Regions from separate parts of the Mus musculus genome. Here regions 1 and 2 are each linked to region 3. A link is a contact called in public HiChIP or PLAC-seq and promoter capture Hi-C data. All regions are on one chromosome and are shown on one strand. Each heading gives the region's core, a stretch centred on a gene start, on an enhancer-like site or on the middle of the called end of the contact. The rest is flanking DNA. Distances are from core to core; before and after follow the strand shown. Region 1 holds the start of Eya4 (EYA transcriptional coactivator and phosphatase 4). Region 2 holds the start of Tnfaip3 (tumor necrosis factor, alpha-induced protein 3). Region 3 holds the start of Myb (myeloblastosis oncogene).

What was found. Promoter capture Hi-C pulls out the DNA fragments that hold promoters and counts their contacts. HiChIP or PLAC-seq counts read pairs in DNA pulled down with a chosen protein or histone mark.
Region 1: a contact with region 3 is called in a promoter capture Hi-C map of embryonic stem cells, with 10 times the contacts expected there. The contact joins the promoter of Eya4 here to the promoter of Myb in region 3. A contact is called at or near these places in 3 of 39 promoter capture datasets (embryonic stem cells, hippocampal neurons and liver).
Region 2: a contact with region 3 is called in an H3K27ac HiChIP or PLAC-seq map of thymic regulatory T cells, with 6 times the contacts expected there. The contact joins the promoter of Tnfaip3 here to the promoter of Myb in region 3. A contact is called at or near these places in 2 of 39 promoter capture datasets (hippocampal neurons and liver) and 1 of 115 datasets of contacts at active chromatin or transcription factors (thymic regulatory T cells).

The regions. Positions count from the first base shown.
Region 1 is chr10:23,348,103-23,351,471 of GRCm38.p6, forward strand. Eya4 (EYA transcriptional coactivator and phosphatase 4) reads right to left here and starts at 1,788. Exons shown (of 19, transcript NM_001347372.1): 1 at 1,660-1,788.
Region 2 is chr10:19,014,120-19,018,022 of GRCm38.p6, forward strand. It overlaps Tnfaip3 (tumor necrosis factor, alpha-induced protein 3), which reads right to left and starts at 1,291. Exons shown (of 9, transcript NM_009397.3): 1 at 1,034-1,291.
Region 3 is chr10:21,158,540-21,162,258 of GRCm38.p6, forward strand. It overlaps Myb (myeloblastosis oncogene), which reads right to left and starts at 2,445. Exons shown (of 16, transcript NM_001198914.1): 1 at 2,157-2,445. The coding sequence starts at 2,179.

The DNA.
Region 1 (3,369 bases), core at 538-3,037, 2.2 Mb after region 3:
TTGCTAAACACTCCTAAAGACTCCCACCTAAGTCCCCCAGGAGCCTCGCTGAAACTGACAAACGCTCATAGGTGCAAAAAGGCGGCGCTAAGAGAAGAGCAACAAAATACCATATTCAAGAAGATGTATTTCGCTCCAACAATTACGTTGATCCCAGAGTGCGGAGCCAAAGGGGGTGAGGGAGAAAGAAAACTGTTAAGTGTGGGCTCTTAATGTGAAACCCAACCTGTTGGATCTCTTTAGGTATCAGATTTTGGAAGTGTCTGTAATGACAGCCAGGAAAGCAAATTAATGGCCAAGGGCCCACTGGGTTTGAACACGAGACTCCAGTTACCTTCTCACAGATCAAGTACACAACACACACGCACACGGAGGTGCCCCACGTGTAGCTGCGCAGAAACCAAAACACACGCCACGCGCTTGGTGAGCCGCCACCTAGGTTGTCCCCGCGCGGGGATGCGCGCCTTCCACGGGGGCCCTCGAGTTCAGGAGGCTCCCTGAATGGTCCCTGCGTTGTCCGGGAGAAAAGGAGAAGGCCACGCCGATCCCACCCAAACCGCAAACCCCGTTAGTCTCCCAGGAACTTGAAAGATGTGAGCTGAGGCGCTAACATCCCAAACAAGGGGACGGTGGCAAAAATCAAACTGCACTCCCTTAGTTTTGCCACCGCTCTGCCACCAGGCTCAGTCAAAACCTCCTTGTTTCTTTCAGAGAGATTGCGAATCTCGAATACAAAGAAAAAAGGAAAAGAATTTAGTGCTAATAGAAAAATAAAATGAAAAGTTTGGGGTTGCTGTGGCTTGCAAAACGAAACGGGCTCACACAGTCTGTCTCCCAGTCACAGATGACCAAGCTCTACAAGCGTTTAGAGTGCCAAGGCCACCCCAGATCCAGTGAGCTCTGAGAGAAACCTGCTCGCCCCAGCCTGGTCCTTGGCTTTGGAGAAGTTAGAATTGCTCCTCAGCATCCGCTCCTGGAGCCAATGAACGCGACTCCTCTGACAAGGCGCCTCTAATTTCACAGACCCTGGCACACTGCAAGAGACATTCGTCCACGCCACGTAAAAACCATTAAAGTGACCCCCCCCCCCTGTTTAGACTGCGACCGGTACCTGGAGACCAGGGCTTGGCCTCTGGGTACACGCGCTCCCGGCCTCACGCAAACCCAGGCGCCCACGGCTCTCCAAGGGACACTGAGTGAGGCAGCACCCTTACTCCACGTAGCAGGTCATCACAAAGTATTAAATGTCACCGGGTGGGAGTGGGAAGAGTCTGGTGTAAGCTTCCCGGGCGACAGGGAACAGGGTGCAGGCAGGTAGGATCCGCACCCGGGGACGACGCGAGACTCACTCAGGTCCTGTGGCGCTAGACAAGAGGGGTTACTGGGGACCAGGTCGTTGAGGGTCTTCCTGGGCGAGCGTACCACTGAGGTCCTAGGGACCCTGGCCATGGGACACTGCTGTTGGATCATCGGGGAGAACTCCGAGGCTCACACACTCTCCCTGCGCGCGACCTCCATCCCCAGATCCCCATTCACGCACTACAAAGTGTCTAGCTAGCACTTTCTAGGGGACAGTTTGGGGGAATCATCCAAATCTGGACACACCTCCCCCCTCCATTGGACTTCAAAAACCGGGTCGGATGAAGAGAGGACACTCACCTCTGGCGGCCCGGACCGCCTTGGACTCCCGAAGTTCAATTGTCTGTCCCAGCCAGTGATCTGCGGGTCCGATCTACGTATTTACTCGCTTTCCTTCCAGTGTCTAAGTTTTCCCTTCGCGCTGTGTCTCTGGTAAAAACAGGACATCCCTTTCGGCCACCCCCAACAAATAGCTTACACAAGTGGGGGAGAAACAGGGCGGGGTGGGGGAGCCGGCTGCGAGGGGGGGGGGGGGAGGACGAAAGGAGCCGAACCAAAGTCCGAGCAGCCGAGCGGCGTTAGCGAGCAGAAGAAAAGAGAAAGCGCGCGCGCGCCGGGTGGCCGGGCGTCCCTCCGCAGGTCCCCGCCGCTCAGTCCCCTCTCTAGGGCGCCGACCGGGAAAGGTTTGCGCGCAAGCCGGGAGCCGCCGGAGCGTGCGCCGCGCCGCGGGCAGCCTCTCCCTAGCGCGCGGAGCTGGAGCCTAGAGGCAGGAGGCGGGATGTGGGGGGGTTGGGGGGGGACGTCGCCGCCTGCGTCCTGGGGCTAGGGTGGCCGCTGGGGGCCTCCCGGCAGGCCGCCGGAAGAGCAGGAGATCTTGGCGGGCGCAGAAGCCCTCTCTTTTTATTCGATCTCTGGAAACTGCCTGTTATCATCGGCTTTTTTTTTCTTTTTTGAGGTCTCGCGTGGGGGGACCTCCGGGGCTCCCCGGCTCTGCGCGTCTCTGGTGGCGCCGCGGTAATCTCCGCGCCCTCTGCGCCGCCTCACCCCGCCCCCACCCCGCCTGGCGCTGGCCACCGAGGCCTTTAGACTGAAGGGACCAGCCCGCCACCGGGCTCCTCGGTCCCCCACCTGCTTCTGGGCGGCGGTCCCCTAACTACCCTGTGCGAGCTACAGGCCCTCAGTCGGACTCCTTGCCACTTACCCCAAGAGAGGAGGCAGAAGGGACTCTAGTCCACTTGCAACAAAGTTAAACGCCAACTGACACCAGCCCAAAGCTTGCTCTGGATTTAGGAAAGAGCTTTTTCCTGGAGATGGAAGCGATGAAGGAGTTAGCAGCGTGCAGACGGGCAGCACTGGGAAGTGCCTGGGCCCCTTCCAGGCCGGGCGCAGCTATAGGCGCCCCTCCCAGGCGCCCAAAGGTCAGACTGCAGTGACTTCCAAAGGCCAGTCAGAACTGCTCAGGGCACACTGCTGAAATGGCATTTTGAGCCTATGCCTTCTGTTGATGTCTTTTGTACCTACATTGGATTTCATATTTCACAGACAAATATAAATATCACACTCTTGGACCAAAGCAAAGACAATCCCCAAATATTACTCCCATATAACCCCACCTTTCCCTAAAGCCCATTGTCTCCATCAGTAACATCTGTCCTGATACTTTGATAATGTGTATCAACTCATTTTGAATTTATTGTCAGTTGCTGTACTGCTCACTTGTGGTTCACGCGTGTTTGTTTAATTAATTTCCTAATAGTTATTAAAGCTGTATAAAAGATAACCAAGGCCCAAAGAAATCAAAATAATTTTTCCCAAAGAAAATCAAGTCATCTCTAGCAACAACGCTGCCTTAGATATGGCCATAGGGATGAAAAAAAAAAAAAAACCACTCCACTTCGAAGAAAATCTAGTTTTAATATTTTTATCAACTAAATGATATTCTGGACTTTTTTCAGAAACAAATTTCATCCTTCACTTGAGCTTGGTTTTATGTTACTAACAGGAGCCCTG
Region 2 (3,903 bases), core at 41-2,540, 2.1 Mb before region 3:
CAGATACCTCGGGCAACTGTTGGGAAGTACCCCTCCAAAAAAAGCAAAGCAAAGCAAAACAAAACAAAACAAATCCATACAAAGAACTGCAAAAGATCCAAGTAGCATCTCAGACAATAAGAATGGAGACCGGATCAGTTGCTCAATAATCTGGGACATCAGAAGGCTAACTAACTGTGATCAGTTCTCCAAACGGTGCCCCCACTTGACCAGACTAGCTTTCCAAAGAAAGATCAGAGACCAGGAGAAAACAAAGCATGCTCCAAAAAGAGCTCTTAATACCTCAGCTTTCCTGAGAGGCCAGGTGGCAGGATGTGGGACAACGGACCCGGACTGACAACACACTATCTCAGTGTGGAGTCGGGGCTGCAGCAGGGAGTCTTACATGCCACCTAAAGTGGAGTCCCCAACAAGCAGGCCAGAGAATCATTTCTGCATGCATACTCTTCTTAAACTGTGGCAACTAGAGACCTAGTGGCAATCTCAAAGCACGCCCCTCCCCTCCACCTCCCGCCCCGCAACCCTCCTCCCACAGATCACTGAAAGGTTAGCTGACCGAAGTCTCCAAGTTGGATTTGGTGGCCTCTGAGAAACCCATCCCCTGTTGGGCCAGTTGTGCACAATATGGGAAAAAAGCCCAACGCGGTTCTGCAAGGTCTACGTGCCTATGAACACGCTGCACTTGATTTCCAAGTGGGGGGGGGGTGTCACCCACGACCACACGACCTAGGAACCCAAAAGGTGACTGACTATTCATCAGCCAGCTGCAGCTCCTGTCACCCTGCAGGATCGAAAAGGAATAGCTAGCTAACTAGTCGGCTGAAGAAACTTCGGGCTGTCAACCTAAACACCTGGCACCGGGACCTCAACTCCGGCCAACAATACCCCAACTCCAGGATCCCTGCAAAGCCAGCGCAAGGCAGCTCCACACTGAGCTGGCCGTGCACCCCGAATCTGGCTGGCAGTGCACCCCACTGACCGAGGACCCCCGCATTCTGCTAGCCGTGCACCCCGCAGCCGGAGCATCGCTCACCTCTTGGGGCCGCGCGGAGCCCTCGCAGAGCCCAAGTGGCCGGCCGGCCGTCACTGGCGCGCGCCGCAGCCCGGGATCGTGGTCCGGGTCGTGGTGGGGGTCGGGCCGAGGCGGAGCCCCATGGACACCCGATCGGGCTCGCTGGCTGAGGGGGTGTGCACGTCTTTCGGCGGCCTGGCTCACCGCTCCGCCTCCGGCTCCGAAGACTACAGACTGGGCAGTTCCCTTTTTTGCCTTTCAGTTGTATGCTTTGCCAACAGGGGGATTTCCGATGGAAATTCCAGTCACGTGACCCGCGTGGCGCGCCGCCGACCGGCAGAGGGCGCTCTAAGCCGTGCCCGCCCCGCCCGGAGAAACTCCTAGGTCCCGCCCCGGGGTGTCCCCGCGTGAGTCACCTGGGCATTTCGGAAGCTGCCTTCCACGTCACATCCATGTGGAAATCGCGGTGATGGGAACTGGAAATGCAATAGGTTCTTTTTTATAGCTTCTTTTCTGAAGAAAATCAGCTGTGAAAAGGAAGGGAAATTAGAGAGAAAACCCAAAAAACCACCCAGACACACAGGACCTCAGGCTTGAAGCTTGGCTTTGAAGTCTGGGCTGTGCACGTGATGAGCACTTCAGAAAGAGCCCTCCGCAGGGTCCCGAAGGGAATTGACAGAAAAAGCGGCAGGGTTCTCCAAGCCATGTGTCAGCTTCAGGTTGGATGCAGTGCAGAGTGAGATCAGACCCCATGGTCCTGCAGTTTTTGAGTTACGGGGGGTGGGGGGGGGCAAGGTCAATTTCAGAGAGAATTAGATTCGCCTCCCCCACCCCCACTCCTACACACCCTCCATTTCTCCTTTATTTCCCTGTTCCAAGGAGCGTTTTAAAGTTTAGAAATTTCTTCAAGTTTATTGCTGGCTTTCCCCGATCCTTCTACAGTTGTTTTCTTAAGTATTGTTTGGCTGGCCTGAGAATTAGTTCGCCCCATGAAGCCAATGGAGGATAGCCTTCCACAATGCCCTGATTGATCCCCGACTTGCCTTTCTTGAGAGGGGAGAAAGCTTCGCTTCACTTAGACAGGGGCTTGAGCTCTGCAGAAAGAAGCGAAAATGCTTTTACCTTTCTGGAGAAAGTGGAGTGTGTATGGGGGTGAGGTGGGGTGGGGTGGGGATACTCTCTGCAGAGCTACACACTAGAAACTGAGGTGGCTTCATTCACTGGCCAGGAAGGGCCACTCTGAGAAGGTGACATTGAAACTCTGTGACAAAGAAACCTCCAGGCAGTCTAGAGATAAGACCTCAAGGGTCAGCCACATTTGATACATCAAGGGGCTGAGCAGAGCTCTCTGGGTGGTTGTGCTGGGGCTAGGGTGCAGGGTGTGAGGCTCTTCCCGGAAAGGAGCCGGGATCTGTTTGAGGGACCACGGGAGGTCTGCGGAGTGACCTGATGTTATTTTAAATAGTGTTTAGTGTGATTAATTTACTCTGTGTGTGTGTGTGTGTGTGTGTGTGTGTGTGTGTGTGTGTGTGTGAGTGTGTATCTCTAGGGTCCCCTGGCAGGATTCCTAGAAAATAGCGCAAACCAGATAGAAATACTCAGTGCCACTGGGACTTCAAGTGTGTTTGCCAAGTTGCCAGACTGTATATTGCCCGTTTGAACTAGAGACATGTGCTTCTTTCCCCAGTAGTGACTGGGCTAGAGGACAGCATTTTCTATTTGTAATGAGAGGCTTGAAGCAAGAGTACTGGCCACTACCCCAGGACAGGTCTAATGGCCATTACCCCAGCCCCACTCCCCACACAGGTCCTTCCCTACTCCGTTTCTATTTAAAACCTGCCAGTATTTGTCTTCTTCTTTACAGATGTTTTCAGCTTCGGACACTTAAGCAGTGTAGCAATTTAAATTCCTGACATATTTATTACAGGCTCACATAAGGTTTTATGTGAAGTTTAGAAAGCTTAAGTGCATGCCCACAGTCTACACAGTCTACACAGTCTTGCTCCAAAGCTCACAGGAGAGGGCCTAGGAATTCCTTTGACAAACACAGCAACTAGCCACAATAGATGCAGGCTCTACCCTCAGGAAACCTCCCAGGCACACAGAGGTGATAAAAGATGCAGGATAGCAAAGCACACACCACGAAGAGAATATTAATCTTCAGACCACAACAGAACCAGGCTCTCTGTCATCTCAGACAGTTCCTCAACGAACCCAGCAGCTTCCATGTGCCCATTCTGGCTCCTGTTTGGCTTCTAGGTTTGCTGAGCTGGGAATTCAATAAAGAAGAATAACAAACCAGGAAGACCAAGTTCAAACCTGTCATTCTCACTGTCCCCACAGAACTGCTTTGCCATCTTGCCTGCCAGGATTTGTGACTGGGCAGATGCAGAAGACGATCTGTAGGCTTTTACATTGCCCACAGTTTAATTGTGCAGCTCACCAGTGCCTCCCAACCTGCCCCAGCCTCCCCCCGCCTCCTCCAGGTCTTCCTAGCCCAGAAAGTAAGTAGAGAGCATACTTCCTAGTTTTCAATGTCTTTTAGGGCACGATTTGGCTGTGCGTTTAGCTTTCCCTTCCTAAATACATGGGCAAGGCCAGTAAGAAGTGTCTGTGCAATGAATGAGAAGGAAAAGAGGGAAGAGGAGAGTGGAAGAGTGCCTCCGTTAGGGGAAAGTAAGCGCATCTCAAGTCTGGGGAGATTTGGTGAATGCATTGAAACTAACAGGAGCCATAAAGGTTTCAAAGAGACTCCAGTTTCTACTATAGACCTTGTCAAGATGCTCTGGGCTCTGCAAAAAGGTAAGGACATGTATGGACAAAACAGTGGACTCAATAGAAAAAAAAAGTCCCTTTATTAGAGGAGAGAGGGTTTCTTGGTGTGCAGAATG
Region 3 (3,719 bases), core at 1,195-3,694:
AGGCTGTGAGAGGGAGCTGGGCGAGTCCAGGATTCTGTCAGCTTTGACAAGGGGCTTGCCTCTGAGCTCTGCATGCCATTTCCTTGCTCTAAAATGACCTGGTCGCCTCGGTAGCATGATTAATTTCGACAAAGGACCCGAAATAACTTTTCCTTTATCTGCTCCGACAAGATCTCAGACCCAACAGTCAAAGGACTTTCAAAGGCTGATTTCAAGCTAGATGCTCTCGACTGCTCCACCTGCGAGAGCCGGTGTGGTTACAAGAGTACAACTATGAATGTTACATTCTATCAAGGAAACAAACCGTGCAAAGAAACGAAAAAGAACACTGGGGGGTTGGGAAGAGGGAGGGGGACCGGAGGAAGTGCCTGTGGCCGCTACGTGATTCTAGAAAAGGGGTTCAGAGTCATTTCGCTGACCTGGTTAATAATCCCTGCCGAGTTGACGCTAGCCCTGCAAGAAACGGCTCCGAGCCCGCAGCCGGGTTTCTCTTCCCCCTGAGTCAAGTTCAAGGCTCCCGCCCCTCCCTGCCGCCTCCGCTCCGGGCTACCTGCGAGCCCCAGGGAACCTGCGCGGCCACGCCCCGACTGAACCTTGGGGCGGCCAGCTTGGGCCGCACCTCCTGGGAGCACCCCTTCCTAACTCCCTCCTCCTGCTGCAGGTTTCAGCTTTCTGCAGAACAGGTGACCTGGGTGCGGGCGGTTTAGGTCCCAAAAGCGAAAGGCGAAACCTCTTAAAGGGTGGCACTTAGGCTGGCGCGGCAGGCCCGGGGCCAGGCACTGGGAGCCAAGATTCAAGGTCTCCCCAATTCACCCCCTTCTTGTTCCGATGCCCAGCGGTTGCCGCTCCCCGCCTGGCCCATCCCGAGGGTGCGCGGCAGGGCCCACGCCCACGCTCCTGCAACTTCCCAGAGCCCGCGCCCTGCATGGCCAGGTCCTGATGGCTCCCCCCCCCCCCCAAAAAAAAAGAAAGAAAGAAAGAAAGAAAGAAAGAAAGAAAGAAAGAAAGAAAGGAAAGAAAGAGAGAGAACAGATTGTTTAGCGAAAATCAAACCACGAGTGGAAAGGCGGGCGCGGATAGACTGTGTCTCCGCGGACTCCCCCCCCCCCCCCCGAATCTTCCTTAGGGTCGGTCGGTCGGTGGCTTTGCCAGAGGCGGGCCACCAAAAGCAGCTGGAGCAGAGTGCTGGGAGCAGCGGCGACCTCAGCTGCTTCCACGTGTGCGCGGCCCAGGAGAAGAGCGGCGACATCGCCCGGGGTGCACTGCAGCTGCCTTGGGTGCCGCCTGCCTCCAGCACTTTGCGCCGAGTGGCGACCGCCACCGAGCTAAGCCCCGCATCTGTTGCTCTCTGGGAGCCCCGGCGTGTCCTCGGGAAACCCCGAGTCGGGCCGGACTTGAGCGCCAGCAACTGACAGTTCCGAGAGGATCCCTCTTCCCGAAGGTGGGGCCAAAATGGAAAGAGAGTGCACGCATCATCTCGGCCGGTGCGGTGACATGTGCGACGCGGGCGCGTGCAGTGTTTGCAAAAGCTTCTTCCATAACAAGTACAAGAATCTTCAAACGGCTGGGTTTAAAACAATCTGCAAACCCATTTTGTCCCCCTAAAATCTTTGCAGCTGCCTGCCTGTCAGCTGACACCTCTCTCGCCTCCATAATGAATGAATGAAATTTAAATGAACTACCTGCAGCTACTAAACAACCCGGCCTTTCCCTATATCTGCCATATGCTCTTCAAGTGCAAACACACCTCAATGCATGCAGCAATTAGGCTGCGACTCCCTCGCCGACACTCGGGGCATCAAGCCAAACACCTGGTGGGCTCCTCGGGTCTGATGGAACCGTTCAGTCCTCGGCTGAAGAGTGCCGAGCCCCCCCCCCACCCCACCCCCCAAAGAGAAACGAATCCCCGAGCAACTTGCAAAAAGAAAAAGAAAAAAGAAAGAAAAAGGGAAATAAAATAAAAAAGAGCCTCAGGGCATGCTTCCCACTATACCCGTGCGCTTCTCGCAGAGTTTTCCATTCATCCTTCTCCCGAGTGTCTTCTGCCACTGGCTGACAGCCCCGCAAACCAACAGGGAAGGCATTCCCACCTGCTCCGGGATGCCTGGATCCCCGCGCGCCCTAGCCCGAGGCCGCCCTCTCAGCCTCCCCATTACCTGTGTCGGGGTCTCCGGGCCATGGCGAGGCGGGCCGGGGCTCCGCCAAGAGCCCCGGGGACCGCACCGGTTGCCGCCTCCCGCTGCCCTCCGCCTTGCCTGCGTCCTCCCCCGGCTGCGCAGCGGCGCTCCGCACCGCCGGGGCGAAGTTTCTCCGGAGAAAGGGGAGGAGAAGGAGGTCACCGAGGAGGAGGAGGAGAAGGAGGAGAAGGAGGAGGAGGAAACAGGTTGATATTAAAGTGTAACTCTGTAAACAGATGCCATCAAACAAAGAGGTTTGGACACTCCCCCTCCCGCCAAATCTGGCGCCCCTGCAGTGCGCACGCGCCCTGCCCGCCGCCTCCGCGGTCGCCCGAGCTGCAGCCCGCCTGGCCGCCGCTCCCATTCGCCTCTCGCGCCGCGGAGCTGCTCCTGGCGCGCAGCGCGGCCGGGACGGCGGGCGGGCGGGGAGCCCGGGCTGGGGAGGGGCGGCCGGGGCCGCGGTGGCGCCTTTTCCTGCGCAAACCCCGCTCCGTGGCCGGGTGGCGCCGGCTCACACCGGGTCCCGCTGTTACCGCTTTCGGGGCTACGCGGTCGCTCCTCTCCGTAGGCTCCGGGGCTCCCGAGCCCGAATCAGCAGCGCTTCCATTCAAGGGCACCTCGATGGGGTTGGGTGACACACTTCTGCCTTCAGGGTTTCAACTGCGCCCCGACTTCAACACACCCGGGAGCAGAGAGTGTGAGGGATGATCGGTTGAATAGAGTGAGCGTACTTCCCCAACCCCCAACGATTTTTGACTAGGTCCAGTTTTTCATGTTTTAATTTTAAAGGGACATCTTTAATTCACTGGTAAGCGACAAAGGATACTTAAATACAGTCAGCCCTGTGGCTACAGCCTTTGACAGATCGAGCCCCGGGCTCATTTTTCAATCTCCTCCCAGATCCTGCAGCCCACACACCACCGGCTTTTTGTCATAAGCCCTTCCTCCCTCACTTAGACACACGCCGGGCCCACCCACCCTAGGAGGTGCCTACCACGCACTTCTGCCTCTGCAGAGTGCGCTCGGGTCCTGGGTCCTGCGTCAAACACTTGCTGGACAAACCTACTGGATCCCAAACAAACAACCCCTAGCAGTTCTCAGGAACTTGTGCACTCCTGATTCATTTTTTTTTTAAACCAAACCCATACCACTGGTTCTCAACCTGTGGGTCCCGACCCACTTGGGATTGCTCGACTGTTATCTTGTACGTTTGATATATATCTGATCTCTACATTATGATTCATAAGTAGCAAGATTACAGTTATAAAATACTGATGAAAATAATTTTATGTTTGGGGCCACCACATGAGAAACTTGTATTAAAGGGTCGCAGCTGAGACCCTTTAAAGGAAGGCTGAGAACCATTGAGCTAAACAGTAAGGACCCTGTTGGGTGTAATTTGAAGAGTTTACCAGCCACAAGTCAGCGAAGGTATCCCTGTAACTTTAACTACAGGTTCCCAAAGGAGCGATGTGCAAAGTGCTGAATTTATAAGGATTGGTGATTGGGGGATTTCAGGGGACTTTCAGTGTTACTTCTGTT